Regions from separate parts of the Rattus norvegicus genome. Here region 1 is linked to region 2. The links are chromatin contacts, called in public Hi-C maps. All regions are on one chromosome and are shown on one strand. Each heading gives the region's core, a stretch centred on a gene start, on an enhancer-like site or on the middle of the called end of the contact. The rest is flanking DNA. Distances are from core to core; before and after follow the strand shown. Region 1 overlaps LOC108350535 (a long non-coding RNA gene). Region 2 has its middle 61 kb from the start of Pmepa1.

The links. A called contact is a pair of places that touch in the nucleus more often than the background predicts.
Region 1: a contact with region 2 is called in a Hi-C map of Schwann cells, with 2.7 times the contacts expected there. The contact joins two enhancer-like sites. A contact is called at or near these places in 2 of 12 Hi-C or Micro-C datasets (Schwann cells and mammary epithelial cells).

What each region holds. Positions count from the first base shown.
Region 1 is chr3:182,624,648-182,627,973 of GRCr8, reverse strand. It overlaps LOC108350535 (a long non-coding RNA gene), which reads left to right. Exons shown (of 3, transcript XR_005502816.2): 3 at 194-3,326. Among named protein-coding and RNA genes, the nearest start is that of Cimip1, 110 kb to the left of the region's middle. Within about 2 kb of position 1,498, at least 32 of the 93 cell types and tissues checked have an H3K27ac peak or open chromatin away from gene starts, as enhancers often do. A contact at or near this core is called in Schwann cells, where this site is marked.
Region 2 is chr3:182,537,961-182,541,000 of GRCr8, reverse strand. No RefSeq gene overlaps it. Among named protein-coding and RNA genes, the nearest start is that of Pmepa1, 61 kb to the right of the region's middle. Within about 2 kb of position 1,265, at least 12 of the 93 cell types and tissues checked have an H3K27ac peak or open chromatin away from gene starts, as enhancers often do. A contact at or near this core is called in Schwann cells, where this site is marked.

The sequences.
Region 1 (3,326 bases), core at 249-2,748, 87 kb before region 2:
GTTCCAGGACAGTCAGAGCTACACAAGAAACCCTGTCTCAGGGGGTTAGGGGGGATCTGAGTGGCTGGGATGGTCCCAAAGTCCCTAGTTCCAAGGTTGGAGTTGGTGAGAGTGGGGTGGCCAGAGCCCTCTTACAGTTTAGAGGAAGTTACATATGCTTCCAACCGTGAACTTTGTTAATGTTTCAAAACAGAGCGGGGAGTGAATTCCTTCTGCCAGAGAGATCAGAGGACTGGTGCTTACAGGAAGAACCAGGCACCCCAAGCTGGTTCAGCAAAGCCACTTGGTGGCCTGAAGAGCTGTGCCCAGATGCCTGACTCAGAGGAAGAGAGAGCCAGTTGAGCCCCAGCGTCCGTCCGGGCTGCTTCCTGACCTAAGAAGACACACACACACACACACACACACACACACACACACACACACACACACACACGCAGCTCGGACACTCCCACTGCTGAGGCCAAAAACTCACAGCCTGGCCAGCCGCACCTTCCCCGCCCCAAATCCTTCGGGAGGGACGAACAGCAGCTTCTTCTTCACACTGTAAGCCAAGCATCAGAACAAAGGCAGCCTTGGCTGATGCTTGGCGCTCGCTGCCCACCTCACTCAGCGGAAGATTTAAGGAGACACAGAAGCAATTTCAAAACGTTAAATACTTTTTTTTTTCAATCGAGTCACCTTCCATTTTTGGCTTTTGACTCCACTCCCAGCTGTATCTCAGGTTGGGGGAGGCAGGGCTTTTTGTTCTGTTTTGTTGGTTTTTGTGCTCCCCACCCCCATCCTCCCGTGTGCTTTGAGTGGTTAAAGAAGCATCCTCAATACATCACGGTACCGGCAGACTCAGGTCCTGAGGGTGACCCTACTGATATTAGCTTTTGGGAAACAGTGGCTGCGTGTGTAACACAGGGTCTAAGGGGGACCTGACACCTCAACGTCAGGACTCCTGTCTGTCCAAGGATTTGGCTTGGTGAGCTTGGCATTCGCTCACACGCTGTCTGGCGATGTTCCCTGAGCGTCTGTGAGCGGAGGTGAGCTGTGAGCCTCCTGTGACCAGGTCAGGGGACACAGCCTAAGCACCCAGCGTGCTCCCACACAACCCTTACAGACCCCACTGCCACCCCTGAGAACGTGCCACCCCGAATCCCTCTCCTTTTAAAACTTGATATTTTATGAGAGACACTGCACACCAACGGACTGGCTCTGTGCTGTGACTGTCAATCACATTGCCTTGCTGGCCCTGCCTCTACCAGCCCTGTGAGCTCTTATTGTCCCTTGGAAAGCATTTCGATACAGAACAAGGAATAGCCGTTCTGTGTGGGTGCCCTTGCCCCCTGAGGACACTCTCCTCTCCAGAGCCACTGTTTTGCACTCCACCTACCCTGGGAAGAAGGACAGCCACAGCCCATTTCGGGGCAGCTTCCCTCCCTCTCCCCACCTCCATGATCTTGGCTGCCATTCCCAGCAGCCGCCTCCATGGCAGGAGGCCACTGAGCTCCTACCCTGTCTAGACAGCCACTGTGCCAGCCATTGCCGGGCTGACCCGGCTGTCTGTGAATGCACGTGTACACGGCTGTTAATTACCCCAGAATGTCTGCCCCAGCTGCCGCTGGAGAAATGTAGGTCATCTGGGTACAGCGGTGACCACCAGGGATCAGGGTCACCATGGCCAGGGATCTGGCCCACAGGGGCCAAGGCACTTACTTCACAGTATTTTGCACATTTTAAGCCTTAGGCAAGTGGCTTTTGGCAGCAAAGACTAGAACAGTGTGGCCGTGTGCATCTTAAATACAACCTTTCCTGTGGCCATCTTTCACAGAGTCAGAGCCTTCTATGAAGCAATTTCCCTGGAACGGTCAGTTCCCCGCTGCAGCAGCCTTAGTGGGAAGGTCCTGGATCTCACAGCAGCCTAATGCAATCTCGTCTCACGCTTACACGCCAAGGTTCAGAAAAGCTACACAGCGCCCCACGGTAACAAGTGACTTACGCTGGTCTCGTTGCCCCTGTGGTAAAGTCTACGTGTTAGTCCCCTGGTATCTCCTCCATGCTTGATCCAAGTGTATAGATGGGAGAACTGAGGGTCCACGGGGGCCAATCACAAAGCAAGTATGATTCACATGAGTCGTGCTAAAATCCGCACCGGGGGGTCAGGGTCTACCGCTGGTTTGAATAAGTCATCTGGACTTAGAAAATATGAACTAAGAACTGTGGCTTCAAAGAGACCCCCTCAGCAAGAAAGGGCGGCCAGGCCAAGAGGTGGCTCCAGGCAGTCTCTGAAAGCCAAAACTGCAGTTCCCAAGATACTCATCCGCCTGCATCCTCCCTCTACACACCTTGCCCCAAGTTAAAGAGAGAAAAATCAAGGGCTGGAGGGACAGTTCATCAGGTAAACAGGCTTGCTGTGCAGGCCCTCGGGATCCATGTGGAGGAGAGGAGAACCAGCTCTGACCTCCACATCACAGTACAGACGCCTGTACTTACACGTCACACGCTGATGTTGACGATGATGATGAGGATGACCATGATAGAGCTGCTGCTGATGATTGGTGATTGGTGGTTGGTGATTGGTGATCGATGACAATGATGATGATGTTGATGATGATGACGACGACGATGAGGATGACGATGACGATGATAAAGACAGTGGTGACAAAACAATAAAGTTTTAAAACTCAGGTGGAGGGCATAACTTGGTGGGTAGATTGTTACCTAACATGTGAAGCCCTGGTTTGAACCCCAATACCACACAAACTAGGGTGATGGCCCCTGCCTGCAATTCCAGCAGCTAAGAGGTAGAGGCAGGAGGATCAGAAGTTCAAAGTCATCCTTGACTTCATAATGAGTTGGAGGCCAATCTGGGCTCCACAGGACCCTGCTGTATAAACAGAAAGAATCCCGTAGTGTGATGGTTTGTCTATGCTCGGCCCAGGGAGTGGCACTATTACAAGGTGTGGCCCTGTTGGAGTAGGTGTGTCACTGTGAGTGTGGGTTTTAAGACCCTCATCCTAGCTGCCTGGAAGTCAGTCTTCTCCTAGCAGCCTTCAGATGAAGATGTAGAACTCTCAGCTTATCCTGCACCATGCCTGCCCGGACGCTGCAATGTTCCCACCTTGATGATAATGGACTGAACCTCTGAACCTGTAAGCCAGCCCCAATGAAATGTTGCCTTTTATAAGGCTTGTCTTGGTCATGGTGTCTGTTCATAGCAGTAAACCCTGACTGAGACTCCTAGCTAGCTACTTTGGAAGACTTGTTCTTGGAGCATGATTTTCATCTGGACACCTGACAGCAATGACGGTTTGTGAACTGGCTGTTTGCAGAAAACTTTG
Region 2 (3,040 bases), core at 16-2,515:
CAGGTATGTAATGACATTTAAATAAACTAACGACGGTTAAAGAAAAAGATGCCATGAATTTGAGAGAGAGCTTTGGGGGGGTACATCGGAGGTTTGGAGGGAGTAAAGAAAAAGGAGAAATGATCTAACTATATTATAACCTCAAATCACTTTTAAAAATACATTTAATCTGGGCAGTAGAGCTCGTGCTTGTAGCCCCAGTGCTGGAGGGTGTTCTTGTTGGGTTTTTGTCACCTTGACACAAGCTTAAGTCCTCAGGGACGACGGAGCCTCAATTGAGAAAATGTCTCCATAAGACACAGCTGTAAGGCATTTTCTTAATCATTGATCAATGGGTAGGGCCCAGCCTTTTGTGGATGGTTCCCTCCTGGGCTGGTGTGGTCTTGGGTTCCCAAGCTGAGTAAGCCAGGGGGAGCAAGCCAGTTAGCACCATCCCTCCATGGCATCTGCACCAGCTCCTATCTCCAGCTTCTTTTTCCTGTCCTGACTTCCTTTTATTATGAACAGAAGTGCCAACCGAATAAACCCTTTCCTCCCTAACCTGCTTTCTGGTCATAGCGTTTTGTCCCAGCAACAGAAACCCTAAAACGGGCAGGAAGGCGGGTCCCTGAATTTCACTGACCAGCAAGCTTACTCAAAAAAGACAAGCCCCAGGTCCCAGTGAGAGACTGTTCCTCAAAAAATAAAGCAGGTAGCACCTGATGGGGTTGCCCTGTAGCTCCCTCTACACGGTAAAAGGCGATGGCCTTCTAAAATAATCTGACACTTCTCTAATGCCCCCACCCACCTCAGCAGCCAACCCGAGGCGCAGAGAGGCGAGGAACTGGCTACAGGGCACACAGCTTAAAAACAGTCAGGGATGGGTGAAGCTGCAGTCTCCTTCACTGACCCATAAGTGACAGCCGAACCTTCTCCACTTCCAGTCGAGAGAGAAATAAAACAAGACAGTCGGTGAGATGCCAGCCAGGACCCGTCCCTTGCTCCCTCTCCACTCCCAGCCCGCCGATTCTGAAAGCTAATTAGGAGTTTAATGGTCCCAGTTGCGCAGTCACGCGTTCTGACAGCGGTGCGGCTGGAAGAAGATGAAGCCCCCGTCCCAAGCAACCTTGTTTTTATTGACTTGTAAGCAGCTAAATTGTCTGGGAAAAGGCAGCGCACCAGCCAGTGCCTCTGGGGCTCCCTGCGACGTGGTGATATGCCCACAACTGGGACCTCTGCGGCGTCTGCTCAAGAACGCAAAGTAAATGAATCCCCCGAGCTGGGAGCCGCGCCAGGGGCTGCTGTGCCGGCTGCAGCCTGGAAATCCAGTTCTATCTGAATGCTCGCCCTGTCTAGACAAGGCGCCCGGCGGCCCAACATACTAAACTGCCGCGCTCTGTTCTACCGAGGCTGGTTAGAATTCTGTCTTCTATTCTTCAAGGCTTAGAGTGCAATTGTCCTTGTCAGGGAGGCACTGTGGCTTGTCTCTCATGTCTGCTAAAGTGTCCTGGGCTCTAAGGGTAGAGGGTTACATCGGTAGCTCTCCCCTGACAATTCTATGGGCCTCAGTTTCCCTATCCAGGAAATGGTTATGATATACTGAGCTCACAAGGTCCAAGAAAGAAAGAGAGGGGATAGAGGGGAGTGGTAGAGAAGAAGAGAGGTAGAGATGTAGAGATGTAGAGAGGGAGAGAGGGAGAGAGGGAGAGAGGGAGAGAGGGAAAGAGGAGGGAGAGAGGGAGAGAGGGAGGCAGTGACCAAACAGATACTGTGTCAGACCATATCGTGTCCTCAAACCAAAGCGTTTTAAGTGTTACTTTAGGTGAGGCTGCCTTACAAGGTGGCTGACCTAGGGTCATGCAGTACAGCAGGTGTCCTTAAGGAGGAGCCAGTGCTCAGGGAAGCTGGGGGGAAGAGACATACATCATGGGGATGTCATGTAAAGGCAGAGACAGGAGGCAAGGGCCTTGAGTCTGGACCTGCCCAGTCACCTGCAGGCCCTCAAGGACACTCCTTTAGAACCTCCAGAGGGCAGTGCCCTCCCAACATCTGGCTTCAGACGTCTGGCCTCTGGAGTTAGTTAAGTCATAAATTGTAGAGTCTTATTCCGTGACCCTGGGAGATTCAACAATCCCAGTAAAACAATGAAGTTCCTATGACCCTTTGCACCTAACAAAAACAGTTCTGCAGGATCTGGGAGGCGGCCTGGCCACCTGAGCAGGAGACTCAGCCGGCAGTAGCCCAGGCATTGTGCGGCCATGGTTGAAGAAGCACCGTCCACTCTAGCTGAGACACTCAGTTCTATCACAGCCTGACCTGCCCTTCCTCCCAGAGGCCTGAGTCTGCTCACTTCCACCCGATGTCCTGCTTCAGTCAAGTTCTGTCTTTCTGAGTTTTGTTGTCCGTCACAACCCTTCATCCAGGCCTCTTCCTCACACACTAATGGAGTGCCTACTGCGTGCCTAGTCCTACAAGCCAGGAGTGGACAAGACACCAGAGACGCCTTCTGGAAGCAGCAGCCTGTGATGAGGGAAGATGTAGAAGGGCCTGGGAACTGAGGTCTGGATGACTCGGCTAGGACCAAAAGACTGGGACTGAATTGGAAGCTAGCTCTGCAGAAGAACCAGAGGCATTTGCAAAGGCTGGGGGAGGGGCAAAAGAGCACCTCCTGGGGTGACAGCACACCCTCCTCCCTCCTCCCCAACATCCAGGAAGTCAGGTGGAAGAATGCATTGGCTTCACTGGGAGGTGGGTGGATGGCAGCCACTTCCTGGGCCCTCTGATCACACCCTGCCCAGCGCAGCGCGTAGCAGGAGGCTTGTCTGCATTCAAGTGTTCTTGCAGACTATGTGAGAGCCTGGGTAGGTCTGTCTCCTTTGTCCGCTGTCCCAACAGAGCCCTGACCCTGTCTGGCAGTGTCACTGCCCCAGTAGTCATGACACAGCGCGGCAATGAACCATAATAAGTTACACACATTTTGAGATTTTTGCTCTGAGACAGATCTCACTGTGTAAGCCTGGTTACCCTGGAATTTCCTGTGTGAATCAAGCTGGGCCTCAGA